Regions from separate parts of the Zea mays genome. Here region 1 is linked to region 2. A link is a contact called in public Hi-C data. All regions are on one chromosome and are shown on one strand. Each heading gives the region's core, a stretch centred on a gene start, on an enhancer-like site or on the middle of the called end of the contact. The rest is flanking DNA. Distances are from core to core; before and after follow the strand shown.

Region 1 (4,153 bases), core at 658-3,157, 810 kb before region 2:
TATTGGAGAACGCCTAGTAACGGGTCCAGACCTCCCTTATATATTTCAAGGGGTACGGTCGATTGAAACACCAGCAGTCGAATCAAAATCAATATATCTTATGTTCCTTTCCTTTTGCCCTAGGAGTAGAGAGTAACGTAGCCTTCTTCACCTCAACCTTCACCTCTCTTCGACTCTACATCGTCTGGAGGCGTCTTGAGTGGCCTGTCGATCACAAGACAAAACATAGGATCTCTCCTCCCTGACGAGGTCCCTCCCGGGGGTCGGATCCAGGTGTTGTTGGCTAACGCCGCCACCTCTGCGCACACGCAGGCCGTGCGGCCACCAGGCACGGACCATCCAGCTCAGCGGAGAGAAGACTCGGCTCCTGCCGCAGGTTGCGGACTGTCTGGTCCTACACAGCGGACCATCCACGCTGCTGCAGAGAGCACCGTTGCTGGTACTCCTCGTAGTGATTGGCGCCCAGATCATCTTCAAGAACGGGCAATAGTACACTCAAGCGAGGCAAGGCCGAGACAGTGCATTTTGAGTTTCCTACGCAGCCATTCTTACCCATCAGATAGAGTGCAGCGATCCCTAGCAATTTCAAACCGATGAAGGACCTCCTTAGCCATGGCAAGCTGCACCTTGATATTACCAATTTTTCTCTCACTCCACAAGACTTCATTGCCTAAGTAAGCTCTTTTCAAAGTTGTGTTGGCATTTTGGCAACATTTTTGCCAGCAGGATTCTACCAATCTGAAACTGTAGTTTATACACAAAATCTAACACACACAAACAAAATTCAAAAGTGTTTCAGAGTTAGAAAATTGGCACAACAATTGATAATGGAAAGGCTTAGGAGACACGGCAGTAATAGCGTGTTTCTGGACGACAAGATATTTGACTATTCTTATGCAAAACCAGGAGCTGGGGACTCGTCTCCGTCATGCCCCCCCCCCCCCCCCCCCCAAAGCTCCCCTCGAGCAGGAGCCTCGCTCCCGCCCCTGTGAAAAGAGAAAGCGTCACATGCACATAGAGTCTTCGATGCACATGGTACCTATATTAAATCACCACACGACCATCCATCCTATGTCCAACGTCCTCGCGCGTCTCCCTTTCATGCAAAAATCACGGTGCAGGTGGTAGAGGGTGTTTCTTTTGAAAAAAAAAATGCAGGGCAACAAAGAGGCTGTGGAAGGGTGTTGGATCCGGTCATAACTTAATATGTGCTACCCTACATGTTCCCTTCTCAAAATAGTACCAGCTACCAGCCCCTGCCCAAATGGGCGCGTTCTGCACAAGAATAGGATAGGTCTAATAACGCGACTCCGTCCGATTAGATTCCCCTTCCCTGCTGAAAGCCGAGCAAATGTGATCCGCATGATCTCGAACACCTTGCCGTCACAGAGTTGGTTGGCTCCACACGGATTTTAACACTCTCCGAAGAAATTAGCCAACCAAATAACGAAGAGAAATAAACGCGCCACATAAATGAAGAGGGTGGGAACTGGAGCGCGAGCTCTTACCATCTCGCAGGGTCGCAGTGCCGTGAGAAGATCCTCCTCCTCGCCGTTGTCGTCGCCGATGTCAAGATCCGCGCTCCGGAGGCCGCAACAAGGCCAGAAGGGATGCAGCGCGCGCTGCGGAAACCATGCGCCCTTCTCCCCCGTGGCTTCAGCCTCCGGATTGAAATTGAGCGGCGCAACAGCCGCTTCGAGCGAGCGGGCCTCGGCTTCCAGAGAAGGAACGTGCAGAAACGGAAGGCGAGGCCGTAGCGTCGTCTGTGGGCTTTGGGCTTCGTTGGCCCTCGGGTCCGCTGAGGTCGGCAGAAACTTTTTGATCCGAACTCCAAGCATCGTCCCGATCACGTGCCGAGAGGCGTTGGCCGTTGCCACAAATAAGGATTTTTTTTTTTTGCCACGGTCACAGATAGCGTATTTTCATTTAACACTTTTTCGTTGTCTTTATATATTTGCCAAGAGAAGATTTCTTTAAAAATAACTTTTTTCTATTTTCCACTGTCACATATATCATATTTTCATTTAACACTTTTTCCGTTGTCATTATATATTTGCCAAGAGAAGATTTCTTTAAAAATAACTTTTTTCTAATGTGGCGAGTGTTGACACATTTTTCGGGCGTCAATCACTCAACATGAACTAGCGGTGGTGCTTTCTGTACAGGGGCGGACGGTCCGTGGCCAGGGGTCGGACGGTCTGCGGCCTGACGCGAGGCTAGGGTTTCCTGCCTGAAGGTCGGACGGCCCGCGTCCTGGGGCCGGACGATCCGCGCGTGCGCAGGGGCGGCGGAAGTCGTCGACGGTACCTGGATCTCGCTCCCGGGAGGGACCCCGTCGGGGAGGAGAGATCACAGGAGATGTCTAGGCTCGGCAGGCCGACCTAGACTGCTCTAATCGACGTAGAGTCGAAGAGAAGCGAAGAATTTGGGAATTGGAAGACTAATCTAAAACTAGACTAGAACTACTCTTAAGAATAAATATAAATTGTATTGTTGAGGGTTGATTGATTGATTAAATCGGTCGTATTCCTCTGCTTTTATAGAGGAGGGGGGCTGGACCCGTTACCAACAAAATTCCGAGCTAATCCCGAGATTCTCGCCAACAAACATAGCAAGAAACTCGGAACCCTAATCTGTTCTGCGCTTGCGCGGACTGTCCGGTGCTCTTTTTAGTGCTCAACATATGCCCCCTGCCTTTTGGTGGAGTTGAGCAAACCAAAAGCAACTAACTCGATGTGATTACATCAGTTCTCTTAGGCAACTTGCCACATACTAGGATGGTACTGTTTGAGGAAACGCCCATTCAAAGCCTTGGGTAAATCCTTGCCTTGTAATGTTTGTAGTAAATATGCGTTACCAGACATTACTTGTTTTACTTTATAAGGACCCTCCTAGCTTGGCGACCATTTTCCAAACTTTCGATCTTTATTCCTTAGAGGCAGGATGGTCTTCCACACCAGGTCCCCTACTTGAAATGACTTTGCTTTGATCTTCTTGTTGTAGGCCCTGGCTACCATGATCTTGTCCTTTTTTATTGCTCCCAAAGCTATCACCCTCTTATCGGTCACCTCATCAATATTATCCATCATTGAATTATAATAATTGTCGGGGACCATAATTAGGGGTACCCTCAAGGCTCCTAATTCTCAGCTGGTAACCCCCATCAGCATAAAGCTGCAAAGGCCTGATGGGTGCGATTAAGTCAGGGATCAGTCCATTCGAGCGACTCGATCACGCCTCGCCCGAGCCTAGCCTCGGACAAGGGCAGCCGACCCCGGAGGATTTCCGTCTCGCCCGAGGCCCCCCTCCAGCGGCGAACATATTTCCGGCTCGCCCGAGGCCCTGCCTTCGCTAAGAAGCAACCCTGACTAAATCGCCGCACCGACCGACCAAATCGCAGGAGCATTTAATGCAAAGGTGGTCTGACACCTTTATCCTGACGCGCGCCCCCCCGGCTGGCAGAGCCGAAGTGACCGTCGTCACTTCGCCGACCCACTGACCGGCCTGACAGAAGGACAGCGCCGCCTGCGCCACTCCGACTGCGGTGCCACTTGACAGAGTGAGACTGACAGGCAGTCAGGCCCTGCCGAAGGCACCATAGGAAGCTCCGTTTCGCCCGACCCAGGGCTCGGACTCGGGCTAAGTCCCGGAAGACGGCGAACTCCGCTCCGCCCGACCCAGGGCTCAGACTCGGGCTAAGTCCCGGAAGACGGCGAACTCCGCTCCGCCCGACCCAGGGCTCGGACTCGGGCTAAGTCCCGGAAGACGGCGAACTCCGCTCCGCCCGACCCAGGGCTCGGACTCGGGCTCAGCCCCGGAAGATGGCGAACTCCGCTCCGCCCGACCCAGGGCTCGGACTCGGGCTAAGTCCCAGAAGACGGCGAACTCCGCTCTGCCCGACTCAGGGCTCGGACTTGGGCTCAGCCCTAGGAGACGACGAACTCCGCCTCGCCCGACCCAGGGGCTCGGACTCGACCTCGACCACGGAAGACAGACTCGACCTCGGCTTCGGAGGAGCTTCCACATCGCCCAACCTAGGGCGCAGACCAGCCACGTCAACAGGAGGCGCCATCATCACCCTACCCCGAGCTGACTCGGGCCGCAGGGAACAAGACCGGCGTCCCATCTGGCTAGCTCCGCCAGATAGGCAATG
Region 2 (3,939 bases), core at 1,154-3,653:
TGCTCCAGCCTTTTCGTATAGTTTAATGGTTTTCTAGTCGTCCGTCCTCCTCGGTTCTGGCTGCCAACCCCAAGAACTGCCTTGCCTAGTGCCTACTGCCTAGGGAAGGACCGAAGGAGAGGTGCGCGGCTGGTGGCGTGCGAGTGGCAGCGGCGCCGCGGGACTCTTCTCCTCGCCGCTCGCCTGCTGGGTGCGCCATCCCTCGACGGTGAGCTTGTCTAGCCGCTTCCTTTTTGGGACATGGTGTGTTATACTATTGTGTCTAGCTGCCGTTGCGGTTAGGCCAATGTGCTGTTCCTGGTGTGGGGGGAGACCATGGATGGAATAGGCCTTGGTGGAATAGTGGGCGATTCTTGCTCCGTTGGTAGGCTGTTTGATTCTAGGACTCCTGCCATCGGCGCAGATTCGTTCTTGTTCATCATAGGGGTCGCGGTAATCGATAGATGGTGGAGTTCGTTCTTCACCTTTGATTGAAGCTCCGCCGAGTCTCAATTATATAGGGCTTAGTATGGCATCAGTATGGGATCTATTGGGCGCTAGGCGAAGAAATGATTTCCTGGTCGTATTGGCTCTGCAATTTTGCCTTGTTCATTAGAATGGACATATCCTATTATCCCAATGTGAATATGATGCTTGCTGCATCGGTGTTATCCTAAAATCATTATTAGATACAGATAGCTCTTTCAGAAGGAATCCTTGTCTTGGATGAGGTGAAGAAGAGCTCCCTATTCCTTTGTATGTTCACTATCTGGTTACCCATTTAGGCGGCCAGTTTGTTGTCAACAAACCCATTGCTGAAGCACGAAAATACTGCCACTAGCTATAGCTATCACCGCACTAATTTTATGGAATTTTTTAGATACTGAAGTCACTCACCTACTCCCTTGGTCCCACAAAGAATACGATTGTAGGACCTGACATGGATACCAATTATGGATGTGAAATTGCAATAATACATTTGGAAAATCTCAATCCCATTCCAGACTCTTCGTCCTCAGAAGGTTCCCGACTGCGTCCCATAGCTACCTCATCATCCTTGCCCTGAGTACCACCGCTCGCTCGCTTGGATCCGATTCCAAGCTTCCTCGTCTTCAGGTGGTTTCTGGCTGCTTTGTGGCCCTTCCCATGCCGTGGTATCCCCACACGCGCCACCACCTTCTAGCATCCACACGCCTCTCCATCACGGCATCGAACTCCCTGCTCCTCCACGTTAGTGCAAGGAGAGGTGAATGATGGCTGCTGGAACAAGCACTCCACGTGACCACACACCACCACTCCTCTCCGAATGCTTGGATGGCATCCGCAGTAGGGGCTTGAGGGAGGTCGACGATGCTGCCAAGGGCCGTGGCCATGACTGGGGCAGGGAGCTTGGCATGGGCGGGCTCACAGCGCGTGAGGATAGAGTTTCTTCCCTGCGTCTTGGAGCAGGAAGTTCTCACCGGAATCTCAGGAAGATGTGGGAGAGCAGGTGCATCGTGTACACTGCACAGTTGGAGAATGGGGTGGTGAACGAGTGGACGAGATGCTTATGGTTCTGGGCGTCCGTTGAGGAGGTGTGCGGCTGATTTTTTAGCGGATCCACAAGCTGGTGATGACAGAATGCCTACGGTTGCACTTAATTTGGGACAAAATTTGAACCATACAATTGCTGGTTTTTTTTTGGGTCGGAGGGACTACTCTAGGGCTCAGTGTTATATCAAAATGGCATCTTTGAAGGCTAGGTGAACAAATGGTTCTCTTATATAAGTCAATAGTCAATACAGCTGATTTGGTGTGGATTCATGTTTGCCCTGTGTATATTAGTACATAAGTGTCCTGTTACCCCAATCAAGGCCTCTGTTTCAAAGGCGTAGTGTAGGTGTCCGGGCAGATCCAGCTCTCCTTGAGGGGGTCTTGTTACGCCTTGCGCTTAGGCGATAAGTGTACCCAGCTTGCCCTGGGGGGGGGTCGCCTTGTCGCCTATGAAGATCCTGGCTGAATTTGTTCTTTCTAAAATCTGATGCTTGATGCCTCGGGTGAGGAGCAGAACAGTACTCATACATATTTTTGTTTAGACAATTTCCCACTTTAGCATTGGGTTCCAGTTTGCTGCCAGTAAACCTGCTGCTGAAGTATGACAAGACTTCGCTAGCTGATCAGTACACTGCCAAGTCCAGCTACCATCGGTTCTTCACCCATACTATTTCCTTTCAGCCTTGCAGGCGTATTTGGAAGATCTGGGCGCCGTTGGAGACTTGGAGTGCAAGTTCTTTCTCTGGATGGCGGCACACGAGCGGTGCTGGACGTCAGGCCGCGTGGCTCACCATGGACTGCCTGTCTGCCCCCACCCTCCACGCTGCCCTTTATGTGACCAGGAGACGGGCGGGCCCCATTCAATTCAAGGGTATTAAAATGAATACCCATTATTTGTATAAAAAATAAATATATACATATATATAGTATATATATACATGGAAAATAGGAAATAAATCAAATAAATGAAGGAATATTTTTAACTTGGACCAAATATCTCCTTCCCGTCTCCCATACCTAACCAGCCCAATAGAATGTCGTGGCCCATGAGACTCAACAGAGCGACAAAGTCCACCTCAGTACCTCACGGGAAAAAAAATCCCCAAACCCTATTGTAGTCGCACCATGATAGAGCCACCATAGCGCTAACTGCCAAGTCGTGGTCGCGTCTTGCTGCCCTCGCGTGCCCGCATGGAGACACGAGCACCTCTGTCGCCCCACCGCGGCTTTGTGGTGCCACTAGGTGCCCATACCTGACTGGCTAACTGTCGCTGCGTCGCACTTGGCCTTGTTGTTGAGTCGCCCGTCATCCGAGGCTTCGATCCACCGCAGTCAGGGTGCCACCGCGTGCCAAGACAGACCCCTAGGGGGCAGGGTCCGTGCCAATGTCCAAGCCAACCCAGCCGGCAGCCACCTGACCCCGACCTCTCCTGCTTGGCTGCTTGCAGTACTGTGCTGCAGGTGGGGCATTAGCGATTGAAAGAGTCAAAGAGGCAAACAACCAGCTAGCAACTGAGCAACAACCAACATGTGCATTTTGATTTAAAACTTTTGAAAAAGTTGTATCGAATTTGAGTTTAGTAGACTAGCTATTGAATCAGTTATGACCATATCGTGTGTGCTTAATTATAGATTATATATATGCTGATAGACAAGTTTTAGGTCTTCCAAAAAAAGTTTCATCCTAAACTTTCCAATACCCACCCTCTAAATCCTGGGCCCGCCACTGCCAGGAGAATGAGACTATCAACCATGTCTTGATATCTTGCGTATTCTCACGCCAAGTTTGGTTTGTTGTGCTTCATCGTCTGGGACTTGATGTCCTTGTGCCATCACAAAATGACGACAAGTTCCAAGCATGGTGGCGACGAAGCACGTGGAGGGCACCCAAGGCAGCGAGGAAGGGTCTAAACACATTAGCCATCCTCGTTGCTTGGATGATCTTGACACATTGGAATTAATGCGAGTTTGATGACATCTCACCGTTGGAGGTGAATGGTGTTACATGAGGTGAACAACCCAGGTCACCTTTGGGCGATGGAAGGAGCCAAGGCTCTAGTCTCTCTTCTAGGACATTAGCTAGGCTATGCTGTTTGTATCTAATTTAGAGTGCGGATGTACAAGAAAACTAACCCAAGCTGTGGAATCGACATATATTTGGACTGTTTTGTCTACCTATTAATGAAACGAGACGCAACCTGTATTTTCGAGAAAAAAAGCTGCTGCACCACTAATTTGGGAAAAAATTCAATGACCTAGGTAAAATGGCTCCCTGCAACTTCAATTACAGCTCTGATTACTTAACTCGATGCAGTCCCTGCAACGTTTCCTTTTCATGCCATCAGGAAGTTTTGCTTGTCTGAATGGTCTCATTTGTATACCACTGCAAATTATCTCTAGAGAAATATGGTACTTAGTTAATTGTGT

Evidence for each region. Hi-C and Micro-C count contacts between places; a contact is called where the count stands out from the background.
Region 1: a contact with region 2 is called in a Hi-C map of ear, with 2.9 times the contacts expected there. The contact joins the promoter of LOC103647038 here to the promoter of LOC111590831 in region 2. A contact is called at or near these places in 3 of 25 Hi-C or Micro-C datasets (ear, endosperm and tassel).

What each region holds. Positions count from the first base shown.
Region 1 is chr2:144,685,787-144,689,939 of Zm-B73-REFERENCE-NAM-5.0, reverse strand. It overlaps LOC103647038 (RING/FYVE/PHD zinc finger superfamily protein), which reads right to left and starts at 1,907. Exons shown (of 7, transcript XM_023301652.2): 1 at 1,509-1,907. The coding sequence starts at 1,838.
Region 2 is chr2:143,879,496-143,883,434 of Zm-B73-REFERENCE-NAM-5.0, reverse strand. LOC111590831 reads right to left here and starts at 2,403. Exons shown (of 2, transcript XM_023301651.2): 1 at 2,181-2,403; 2 at 86-213. The coding sequence starts at 2,403. The coding sequence ends at 86. It overlaps LOC100276786, which reads left to right and starts at 16. Exons shown (of 3, transcript NM_001150497.2): 1 at 16-208.